Regions from separate parts of the Bos taurus genome. Here region 1 is linked to region 2. Evidence: chromatin contacts called from public Hi-C data. All regions are on one chromosome and are shown on one strand. The core of a region is the stretch at or near the end of the contact, and the rest is flanking DNA. Distances in the headings are between cores, read along the strand shown.

Region 1 (5,545 bases), core at 2,964-5,463, 47 kb before region 2:
GTGATTAGCTGGGCCGCAGAACAGGGCTGGTCACACCCTGTGAAGTTGGGGCTCTGCCAAAATATCAAGCTTTTGGGGCTCACCCACTTGACCGCAGCCTCGCTTCTCTTTGCCATTTTACAAATGATACCTGGTGGTGCCTTGGCCCCACTTCAGGATGGTGCTGACGTTTGCCTGGCCACCTGTAGGACACACATGGTGAGAGATGTCCTCGTACTTGAGCTGGCAAGATGGACCTGAGGGGAGGGAGTGTGTTTGATTGGAAAGGGGTCAGAGTAAGCCTCTTAGTGGAGGATGAGGTCAACATGTGGGACTGTCTTCTTGTTCTAATCAACAGGGCCTGTTTTGGAGACAAGAGGCTTAGGGCAGAAAGGGATGGGGGTGGGGAACCCACAGTGATCTAGCACAGGCTGCTTCCTTGAAGGAAAACCAGCAGCTCCTCTAGAGACCCGTTTATACAAAGGAACTCTCCCCTCCCTTCCACTACTGCCCCTTCCCGTTCCCGCTCCTCACTCCTCGCAAGTTTGGCTGCCACAATATCCCCTCTGCCCTTCCCTGACGCCACCTGAAGCCTGGCACCCTTGCTGCCCAAGAGATTGCTGGGGCTCCATCCCAGTGCCCTGTGCTCTGGGCAGAGGGAAAGTCCTGCCGGCCCCAGAGGTGAAGTAAGACTGCCTCTGGCCTCTTTCCCATCTTATCAGGGAATTTCTGGCGGGCACGGACACATGTAAACAAAACCACACACAGAGACAGAGCCCAGGCCAGTGATGACGTTCCCCTGCCTGGCTGGTTCTACAGATGGGTGTGACTGGGTCAGAGTACAGGGAGGGTCTGAATATTTAAATACTGGACTGCCAATTCCTGGTTGGAAAACGGACCATCTCAAAATGAACATTTTGAGAAAGAGAAACACAGCCCCTGACACCTGGAAGCTGGCCTGGGACTGTCAGCAAGGCCTTGGTGTCGCTAAAAACTCCCTACTGGGCCTGGGTGTGCTGTTGAATGTAAACAGGTTCATGGGACATTAGCAGCATATGAGGCCACCCTGACCATGGTGGATGGAGCCAAAAACAAGACTACTCCAGAATCATGTGTGAACAGGGGCAAAAAAAAAAAAAAAAAGCCAAACACTGCCCAAACCACAGAAATGAGCAACCACCACCCACCATCCTGGCTAATCTAAGTGACTACTGCTTCCTTACCAATTACAGATTGAGCCACACTCCAGTCTGCCCTCCTATTGGATATGATTTATTCAGTAAGACACTTCCTGACAGCATCTAATTCAGAGTAAAGCCTGGCTTCCTTAACCCCTCCCCCAAATCACCCAGCCTGGCCTGAATTCTACAAGTCCTTCCCAGCACCCTCTTCCTGAGACACCCCACAGGTCGCCAGGGCGCACACCCTCCCTCACTGCAGCCTTTGGCTGGTAGGTGTTGACAATTTGGTGGTAGCCCAAATACCTTCAGGAGGCCCACCATGAGTTTTGCCTAGTCTCATACTTTCTTGAAGATCTTTCCTGGTCCCGGTGGAGTCTCCAAGGTCTGTGTCAGTTGGAGAAGCCCAGGAGTCACATCTGGTGTGTGGACAGAGCTGCCTGGCTCCCAGGCAGGTTCCCACCTGTGCTCTTGTGGTATTTGCAGTGCAACACAGAAATGCTTCTGAAGGAGCACTCAATGTGGGTGTTGAATTTATGAATACATATATACATTTGTAAATGGATTTATTGGTCAGCTAGCAAACATACAGCATAACTTACTGCACGCTGTGGGACAACAGGCCCCAGGGATAAGACGATGACTAATATACAGTCCCTGCCCTCAGTGGCTTTATAACCTAGTGGCAGACAGACAGGTCATCGGGAACCATCAGTGCAACAAGGTGCTGGGAGTGTGATGTGTGAGTTCACATCAGATCTTCATCACTCCTCGCATTACTGTTCTGCTTCCATCTACTCCAAGCTTTTCCTCTACTGACCGAATCATGGTTCTTCCTCCATTCTCTTCTTGTATTTTCTCTCATCTCTAGGAACAGAACATGAGTCTGTTTACTTAAACTCTCGGCAGCCTCATCTGTAAAATGAAGGGAAACAGATCATCCCTCCACCCTCAGCTCTAACCTCCTGTGTATGGAAAAGTCTCTCAGATGCTCACCCAGGACTTCCTTCAGCCCTCCACAGACTCACTTGCCTTTCATCTCTAGGGTCTACAGCAGATGCTAATGGGACCCCAAACCCTTGGCAAATGTTTCTGCACATTGCTTCTGCTATCCCTTTGACTCAACAGATTGTTTTTGTGGTTGATTTAGTTTGAGGCTTATCACTTAGCAAGTTACATGTAATCAACATAGCAAGTTACATGTAATTGACATAGCAAGTTACACCTAGACCTAGGCCCCTAGACATTGCTCCTTGCCTGATTTGCTCTCCATGGAGAGTCTGACAGCCTTAAAACTGCTTCATGAAAGGTGGCATCCTTTAGCCCCTAAAAAAGGCTGGCTTCAAGCCCAAAATTGCCCCAGGAAGGCTTTATGGTGAGATTGTTCTCAGCCATGATCCTAGCATCTTAGCACTATGTTCCTACCCAACCATTCAGTGGCTCCCGGTCCCCAACAAACACACCCTGCAGAGCTGGCTGGTGAAGAGCCACCTTAACCAAGCAGCTTTCAACTTGAGGCTGAGATAATGAGCACAGAAAATCCCCTTCATGCAACATTAAACCTCAAGTCTGAGACTAGTTTGCAGGCCCCCTTTGCTCGTTAGTACATTGCCATTTCCACATCGGCCATGGTCTTGGCAGAGCCCTGCCCCCAAATACAGCGACAAGTGGGCCAGGAAGCTTGCAAGCTTCACCACCCAACCCTTACTGTAGAGACAAAAGGAAACTGCATACAGGGTAAGAAAGAAAATCAGCACTGTGATTTGCTGGGTGGGAAAGGATGCTTAGGGCTTCCCAGTTGGTGCTGGTAGTAAAGAACCTGCCTGCCAATGCTGTAGACTTAAGAGATGCACATTCAATTCCTGGGTTGGGAAGATCCCCTGGAGGAGGGCACAGCTACCCACTCCAGTATTCTTGCCTGGAGAATCCCATGGATAGAGGAGCCTGGCGGCCTATAGTCCACTAGGGTCGCAAAGAGTCGGGTACAACTGAGGCAACTTAGCAAGTACCTACGTACACATGCAAATAATGCTTAAGGATCTCTGTCTTTCCAGAGGGAAAGGGAAGCTTTAGGTGTTTCAGAGCAGGCTGCAGAGTCCTGCCAACTTGAAGCCTTCCCTGGCCCAGGCCTTAAGTCCTCTGCCACCTTTGTTGAAATTAATTTCTGGTGTCCCACTCCAGTGGGAGTCCTCAAACCAGCAGCACAGTACAGGGGCAAAGACTGGTGGTGAAAACAGGGAATCCTTGGCCTCAAAGTCACCCCCAATTCAGCCTGGCCTGCGCCAGTACCAAGTCATAGGAGGAAGGCCACAGCGACCTCTCAGGCATTTGATCAGCTTAATGGACGAAGGAACCAGGCAGGCTATACAGTCCATGGGGTCATAAAGAGTGGGACACGACTGAGCGACTTCACTAATGCCCGGGTCGAGGGCAGCTCAAGGCTCAGAGCGCTCCGCGTTTGTCCCCTTGGTGGCGCCAGCCCTTGTGCTGCGGCTGTTCACGGGAACAGGAGGTTCCAAAGAGATTTCAGCCTCCAAGCGAACTCCCCAGCCTGTCCTGAAGCCCCGAGGCCTCCTGCGTAGGTGAATAATTGCAAAAGGATACCCGGATGGGAGTTTTGCCCACAGTTGCAAAAGCGCACTTCCCTCCGGGGCAGCCCCCATGCGCCCCAGAAGAGCGGGGCGGGCAGGGGCCGAGCGCGGAGGTCTTCACGCGGACTCCCGCCCGCCCTTCCTCTCTCAGCTACTCCAACAGGCCCTTCCCTGGGAGTCCGGAGCCGCCCCTGCTCGCCCGACGGGGCGCAAGGAAGGGAGGGAGGTGCGGGAAAGAAGGGATGGCGGGGAAGTTTCAAGGGGTGTGCCGGGGACGGGGGAGGATTCTCATGAGTCAGCGTATCGAGCTCGGTGTGACTTCACTGCTTCTCGAGAAGAGGCGCCTGGGGCAGGAGACCGCAGGAGTGGAAGGTCCGAGCGCCGGGCGGGGCGCGGGACGGGGCTAGGCGCTGGCCGGGCCGCTCGAGGCTGGGCGGCGCCAGGAGGCAGCGGGCGAGCGAGGAGCGCTCGGGGCCAAGGAGCCGACCTCTCCCCTCTCCTCCTCCGCCCGCTCGGCCTCCGGTTCCCGCCTCGGCCCGAGACGTGGCGCGCGTTCCGCCTGCAGGTGGCGCTGCAGAGGCTCCCTGGGCGCACTGCTGGGGTCGGGGTGGAGAGCTCGGGCCCCCGCCGGGAGCCCGGGGGTGCGGGGCGAGGGGAAAGCTGCAGGGGCCGCCACGACCCCACTGTCCCTCGGGCCCGGCGCTCCCACCCGAGCGGCAGTAGAGTCCGGAGAGCCGACCAGCAGCGCTAGCGTCCAGGCGTGGGGCTGCCTGGTGCGCGCTTCTTCAGGGTCCCTCGGGCCACCTCCTGGGCCCTGCAGAGCTTGGGGAGACTCGCCTCCAGCCAAGAGACCGCGGTTTAGGGGCAGCGTTTGCTCTCCAGGGACGGCGCTCTTGACCCGCGGGCAGTAGAATGGAAACTCTGAGTCGCGTCTCAGGCGTTAGGAGTGGGTTTCCCTGAACAGCCATCCTCCAGCCTGGCTCCCATGAGACCAAGGATGCGTCTTCTGCAGAAGGACAGGCTGTGGCCGGGGCTGGGGAGCAGTCTGAGACCAGGGCTCGTGCTGGAGGAGGGACACGGGCTCGGCCTTGGGCTGGATGGAGAGCGACGGTTAGGGATTCCGTGCTTGTCAATCCGGAATTCAGCAGCTATGTAAGAAAAACGGCCAAGAGGCCCATCTGGAGCTCAGACTTGCAGCCTCGGCCTCGGTTGATCGAGCTTTGTGCCCTACCTCTGTGCAGGCCCTGAGCTCTAGAAGTCATGATGCCGCTGACCTTCCCGTGTTGGTTCATGGTTATGTGGTGGCTGGTTAGCTAACGTATTGAGAGTATCAGGGCACAAAAATAACCTGTGGCCAGACACCTTTAAGCTGAAAAAAAAAAAAAAAAGCTGTTGGGGGGCGCAAGCCTCACCCTTTCCAGAGGCTCCAGTGGCTGACTTTTCCCATGATACAACTTTACATATAAATGCCTGGGTAGAATATGTCTCCCTTATCCGTACAAAGATGTACACCCTGTGCCCTGAGCTAGGGTTCTGGGTGCATCTTGTCCTCTATCAGTACAGCTCCCCTGCTTTCAGGATGTCCAAAACCATCTGAGAAAGTTATCTAAGGATTTTCCATGAAGAAAAGGAAAGGGAGAAAAAAAAGAAAAAACCCCAAAGGATCCTAAACGTTCCCAGGTTTCACTGTGTGCCAGGAGAAATACCGTCTGTCTCCCGCCCAGACCTCAGAGCCCGGGCCTCCTTCCTACAGGGCGGTGCCCAGCTATTCCTGGAAACCCCCTCCTTTCTACCAAC
Region 2 (5,460 bases), core at 440-2,939:
CTTCTGTTGGAGTTGCCTCCCTCTGTACTTTTACTTTTCTTGCTTCTGCTCAACCACAATGCTCTTCCCACCCCGCTGCTGCTGCTGCTGCTAAGTCACTTCAGTCATGTCCAGTTAAGCTTATGCGACCCCATGGACTGCAGCCTACCAGGCTCCTCCATCCATGGGATTTTCCAGGCAAGAGTACTGGAGTGGGGTGCCATTGCCTTCTCCGTCCCACCCCGCTAGTACTCATCAAATTATACCCATCCTTCAAGGCTCAGTTCATAGACACTGCCTCCCCAGACCAGCCTACCCTTAAGTGAGTTCATTCGAAATATGTTGCAAGTGCCATTCTTTGGTAACTGACTGTGAGCAGCCTGTGACATCGCCTCTATAATAATGACAAACTGTTACTTAAATCTTCAATGGCCTGGACTTATGTAGTCTCCCCAGTTAGTGTGTTACCTTCTGAGGGGAGTGGGACTGTCGCCCGTAGCAGGGCACACTACGAAGCATCTAGTGAGCGTCAACGGACGGTTACTGATTGAGCTGGGGAGAGAGGGGGACCAAAGTGAGGTAGGTGACCTCCGACCTCCCCTCTGCACAGACACTCACCCCGGGTGCTCCACTGCCCAGGGCCGGCCCTCCCTGGCTCAGTGCCCTCATGGTACCCCCACCCCACCCCTGGCCTTAGCACCCAAGAGTTGTTACTACTTTGAACATCCCCTGCCTCTCAAGAAACTTCCCTGTCCAGTTTCTTTCCTATTCAAAGTGTTAAATTAGCTAAGCTGATAAACTAACCTGTGCTGATGTAGTTATGGGAGAGGGCTAGAGGAGAGCCTCAGGAGAAAGGTTCATTTCAACCAGGGTCGTGGAGCAACAGCACCCCTGCCTTTGCAATAGTCTGATGGAGTCAAGAGACTGGCTCCTCACCCCCAACAGCTGATGCATTACTCCCTCCTCTGAGCTCCCACAGCACTTTGTATATACCTCTTATTGTAGCACTTAGCACATGGTAGCGCCTTAGCTATGTGTTTATGTATGTTTCCCCTCCAATAGACTGTGAGCTCCTCAAGGACAGGGACTGTGTGTTAGTCACTGATGTATCCCCAGCGCCTAGCACAGTGCCTGGCACACAGTAGGTGCTCAATAAATGTTTATTAAAAGAATGAATGGGTCCTGTTTCTAATCATGAGATTCCAGTGCTATACTAAGGCAGGCCAGAGAGGCCGGGAAAGGACACCCACACGGGGCCTCCCACGGCTTTCGACCCCTCATAGAGCATGGCAGGCAGCTGCCTCCCTTGCCCATGTCTGCGGCCACCCCAGGACAACAGGAGCCCAAGGCTGCTTCCAGCAGTGCCTTGCTGTCACTAGGTGCCCGGGGCGGCTCTGAACTGCCCTTCGCTGCTGCCTTCTTCCTGGGACAGACTCATCGCTATTTCCTCATACCTGGGTGGAAATGTCACTTGAGTGGTGGAAATGTCAGCCCCGGTAGGAGGGACAGAACAAGAAGTGATTCTCACGATCGTCGTTCCTCTGACCCCATCATGTATTTTTAAAGAGGCGGTTGCCTCCGGCTCCAAAGCCGCTGGATCCGAAGTGAGTGAACTCATTCCCCAGCCATCCCAGGCCAGGGAGGCCAACGCGGTCGGTCCTTTGAGAGCCTCGGCCTCGGCACGCCAGGCGCGCGGCCGGAGTCCAGCAGGTGGCGCTATGGAGCCAGCGCAGGCGGGCGTGTGGCCCAGCGGAGCCCGGGAAGGGAGAGGCGGTCAGGGCGGGGCCTGCCGCTCCCGGCGGATGCGGCCGCAGCCGGCATCTTCCTGTCCCTCTATCCTGACTCTGCGCCCCAAACTGTCCCTGGGCGGCTCTGGTTCCCAAGCAGGCCTTCCATTTCTCGGGAGCTTGGAACTTTCCCCTCAGCCCCCTCCCCCTCCACGTTCCAGGGGGAATTTAACAGTCGAATAGCCTCTCCCCATTGGCCGGTCGCGCCCTGGCCCCGCCCCCGTCGCCCCCTACCCGTAGCCTCCAGGACCAGCAGGTGAGCACGCGGCGGGCCTGGCCTCGGTTGCCGGCCTGCACTCTCTCCCGGGTGGCGGGAGTGAGCCCGGGCCGCAGCCACCAGCCGCAGGGCTCCCGGCCTGGCCCACCTCCCACCGCAGCCTGCCTTTAGCTACAGATACACGCAGCGCCGCTTTCAACCTTGAAATCGGAGAGCAATTGAGGCGCCCGCGACAGCCTTCTGCCCGCGGAGGGCCCCAACCGCCCGTGGCGAGACTCTGAGCTACGGGGGACCAGCGCGCGGCCCGGGAGGCATCCGAGCCCGGTTGCCCAACGCTGCGGCTTGCCAGTCCGCCTCACCGGGGAAACCCGTGGTCCAGGGGAACACGTGGAACCCGCCCCGCCCCGCCCCATGGCGGGGTCCAGAAGGCCCGAGCACTTGGCGCCTCCCGCTGGCTGCTAAGCAGACTGCCCTTGGGGCGGACTCCGTCCTCCCTAAACACATACACGCACTTGTCTTAGCAGGGAACGTGAAAGTGAAGTCGCTCAGTCGTGTCCGACTCTTTGTGACCCCATGGACTGTAGCCTACCAGGCTCCTCCGCCCATGGGATTTTCCAGGCAAGAATACTGGAGTGGGTTGCCATTTCCTTCTCCAGATCTTCCCGACGCAGGGATTGAACCCGGGTCTCCCGCATTGTAGGCAGACGCTTTACCGTCTGAGCCACCAGAGCAGGAATGGGACACAATAAAATGCCCAGCAGTCTTCCCCGTCGTGGGTTAAAGTATGCAAGGGGCAGGAGTTTGCCGCCCAATTCGCCGCCCTCCCGCAACCCAAATAGGGCTGCAGTGAAAGCGGATCGTCCTTTCTCGGAGTATGGAGACTCCGAGAGCCTCCCTCTGAACCCAGCACCTCAAAGAGAAGCACTCTGGTAAGACCATCAACTGTAGGCTTGCGACCTCAGCATGTCGGAGGAACTAACTTCAGCTAAACAGCCATGGTTACTCAGTATGTTTCTCTTCCATTGGCGGTTAATTGGGCCCCATTTGGCAGATGGAATAATGAAGGCTCGAAATACTAGGTTCTCTCTCACCCGCTATAAGCCTAGGTGGGAAGTGGTGGGCTAGCTCTTTCCCTGAGACCGCACTGAAAAGGATTAGATCATTTAATAAGAGGTGATCGTCCTCTCCCCAGTCCGAACCCGGGAATGCAAACTCATCTCCTGCTTTATGGGATTCACCCCCCATTCCTCCATTTTTGGTCTTCCCACTCTGGCAGAAGAGCAGTGAGAAGGCTCCAGGAAAGGTGTGGAGAAGGGAGCCCAAAAGCAAGGAAATATGAAACTGCTGTTTGGTGTGGCTTTCAACTCACTTCCTTTCTCCAGAGAAATAAAGGGGTGTGTGCAAGCCCACACACTCAAACGCCCAGGGCTGTCCAGGAGTCGCAAAGGACCATCACCTATTCCTTTGCAATCACTCTGACTTTGCCCACTGCATCTCCATCCTGCTCTAAATGGAAATCCTTATACCCCTAAAGCTCTCCCTTCATCCTTTGTTCTGAATCAGGCAATCACCTTTTCCCCTCCCTCTGCCTGTCCTACCTCCAACATATTTTACCAATGTATTAAAAGAAAAAGGAAAAACCTCTGTCACTACCTGGTTTAGAGTTCTCATGGTTCCCCATCACCTCAGGCAAAAGTCAAAGCCATACTCCTTGGCATGGCTGGCAGGGCTCCTACACTCTCCTTCCCCACCTGTACCTTCCAGCTGCAGTGAGACTGGAGTTGTAGTTTCCTGCACATACTACCCTTCTTCTTTGTCTCCAAGCCTGTGCTCAGATGTCCCCTTAGTTCAAGGGTTCCTCCCTGCCACCCCAATTCCCATTTTGCTACTTGTCAATTAGGCATTACTTCTGACCACCTCTGTGCCCTAGCCCATCCAGCTGAGCTCCCAAAGCATCCTGGGCTTAGCTGGATCCTCGCATTCACCACGTGGCCTCAGGTGTTGTTTGGGAAGCCTCGAGGCCTCAGGATCAGGAGGTGGGGAATGAAAGCCAATTGGGAGGATTAATGCTGCTCCTCCATCTGAGCAACTCAGGGGTCACTCCTGGGGCAGGATGGCTGGATTCCTGTTGGCCAGACAGACAGACCCCCTGGCTGGTACATGACATGGCTCTCCAGACACGGCAGCCACAGTGAGAGATCCCAAGAGCATAGCTTACAAGGGCCTCATCCCAGACCTACAGACATCCCCTTCCCTTCAAACAGTAACAGGCTCATTCTGGAGCCAGCAGTCACAAGTCACAATCATACTTTCTACTGCTGGTTTTCAGAAGAAGGGAGAAAAGTTGTAAAGTCTAGGATGGGCATCTTGCCTCCAAAGCTGGTGGGTCTTAGGAAAGCAGAACCATGGAAGGTCTGCACTATGTAGGGGGGCAGAGGGGACACCGGCAAGACAGTGAGGGCAGTGAGTAACAAGACCATGAAGTCTGCTGCTCACACAGGGCAGGAAACAGTGCTGGCAGGCAGGTGATTTCCTTGAGTTAGAGGATCATCCCTCACAGCCACCTCAAAGAGGGCCCCTCCCTCTGACCACACTCCTCTGGGGATTGAGCGATGTGTGCACATGTGCAGGGGCACCCCTACGCAGCCTACCAAACTGACGCAGGTACTCACTTCTCCCCAGGATTTGTACCTGCCTTTCCTTTCCAAATCTTGCCAAGGTGACCCAAATCCTCACTGGTCACTCTACCTGCTCTCAGTTGCTGTGCTGATAAGGACCCCAAACTGCAAAGCAGGGTGAGGGCTTCCCTCACTGACTTCATAAGGATACCCATCTTTTTTTAACTACAGAAAAGCCAATACGGGGAGCAGAGAAAAGAGACAGGAGACAGAAGCCCTGACACAGGTTTTTCAGTATGCAAGTGTTTTTGACTCCACAGCCAGTTGCTTAAAATGAAACATAAAGGGCAGCCAAAATACACACCCAAATGCAAAAAAGTAAAGGCAAACATAAAATAAACCACACAATACCATGAACCCCAACAAAACCAGAAAATTAAACCCAAAAAACCCCTCAACTTTATATATATATATATATATATATTTTTTTTTTTTTTTAAAAAGGGAGAACAACTGTTCAAAACCAACTGGGCAGTATGGTGGAGGTGGGTAGCAGTCCTACAGAAGGGGGCCTAGAACTTCCCCCTGGGAACAAAGAACAAACACAATACAAAGAAAATAACCAACAATCCTCCTGCGAGGGTCAGGAGTCTCCGGAGAACAGATTGTCCCATCCTCAAACTGGCTTTTTTTTTTTTTTTTTGCCTTTTTTTTGTCTTTTTTTTTTCCATTTTCTTCTTTTGTTGTTGTTGTTTTAGCACCTGTACAATAAAACTGTACCATCTCCAACCAGAGCCGGCCGTAGGGAGGCCCTCCTGCTTTTGGATGGTACATACTCTCTACAAGGATTGTTCGGAAA

Evidence for each region. A called contact is a pair of places that touch in the nucleus more often than the background predicts.
Region 1: a Hi-C map of an unstated tissue shows a contact between it and region 2, with 2.6 times the contacts expected there. The contact joins two enhancer-like sites. A contact is called at or near these places in 2 of 11 Hi-C or Micro-C datasets (skin fibroblasts and an unstated tissue).

Annotation. Positions count from the first base shown.
Region 1 is chrX:14,087,284-14,092,828 of ARS-UCD2.0, reverse strand. No RefSeq gene overlaps it. Among named protein-coding and RNA genes, the nearest start is that of ELF4, 34 kb to the right of the region's middle. Within about 2 kb of position 4,213, at least 41 of the 102 cell types and tissues checked have an H3K27ac peak or open chromatin away from gene starts, as enhancers often do.
Region 2 is chrX:14,037,395-14,042,854 of ARS-UCD2.0, reverse strand. It overlaps BCORL1 (BCL6 corepressor like 1), which reads right to left. Exons shown (of 15, transcript XM_005227504.5): 15 at 4,889-5,460. It also overlaps a transcript of ELF4 not described here. Among named protein-coding and RNA genes, the nearest start is that of ELF4, 16 kb to the left of the region's middle. Within about 2 kb of position 1,689, at least 32 of the 102 cell types and tissues checked have an H3K27ac peak or open chromatin away from gene starts, as enhancers often do.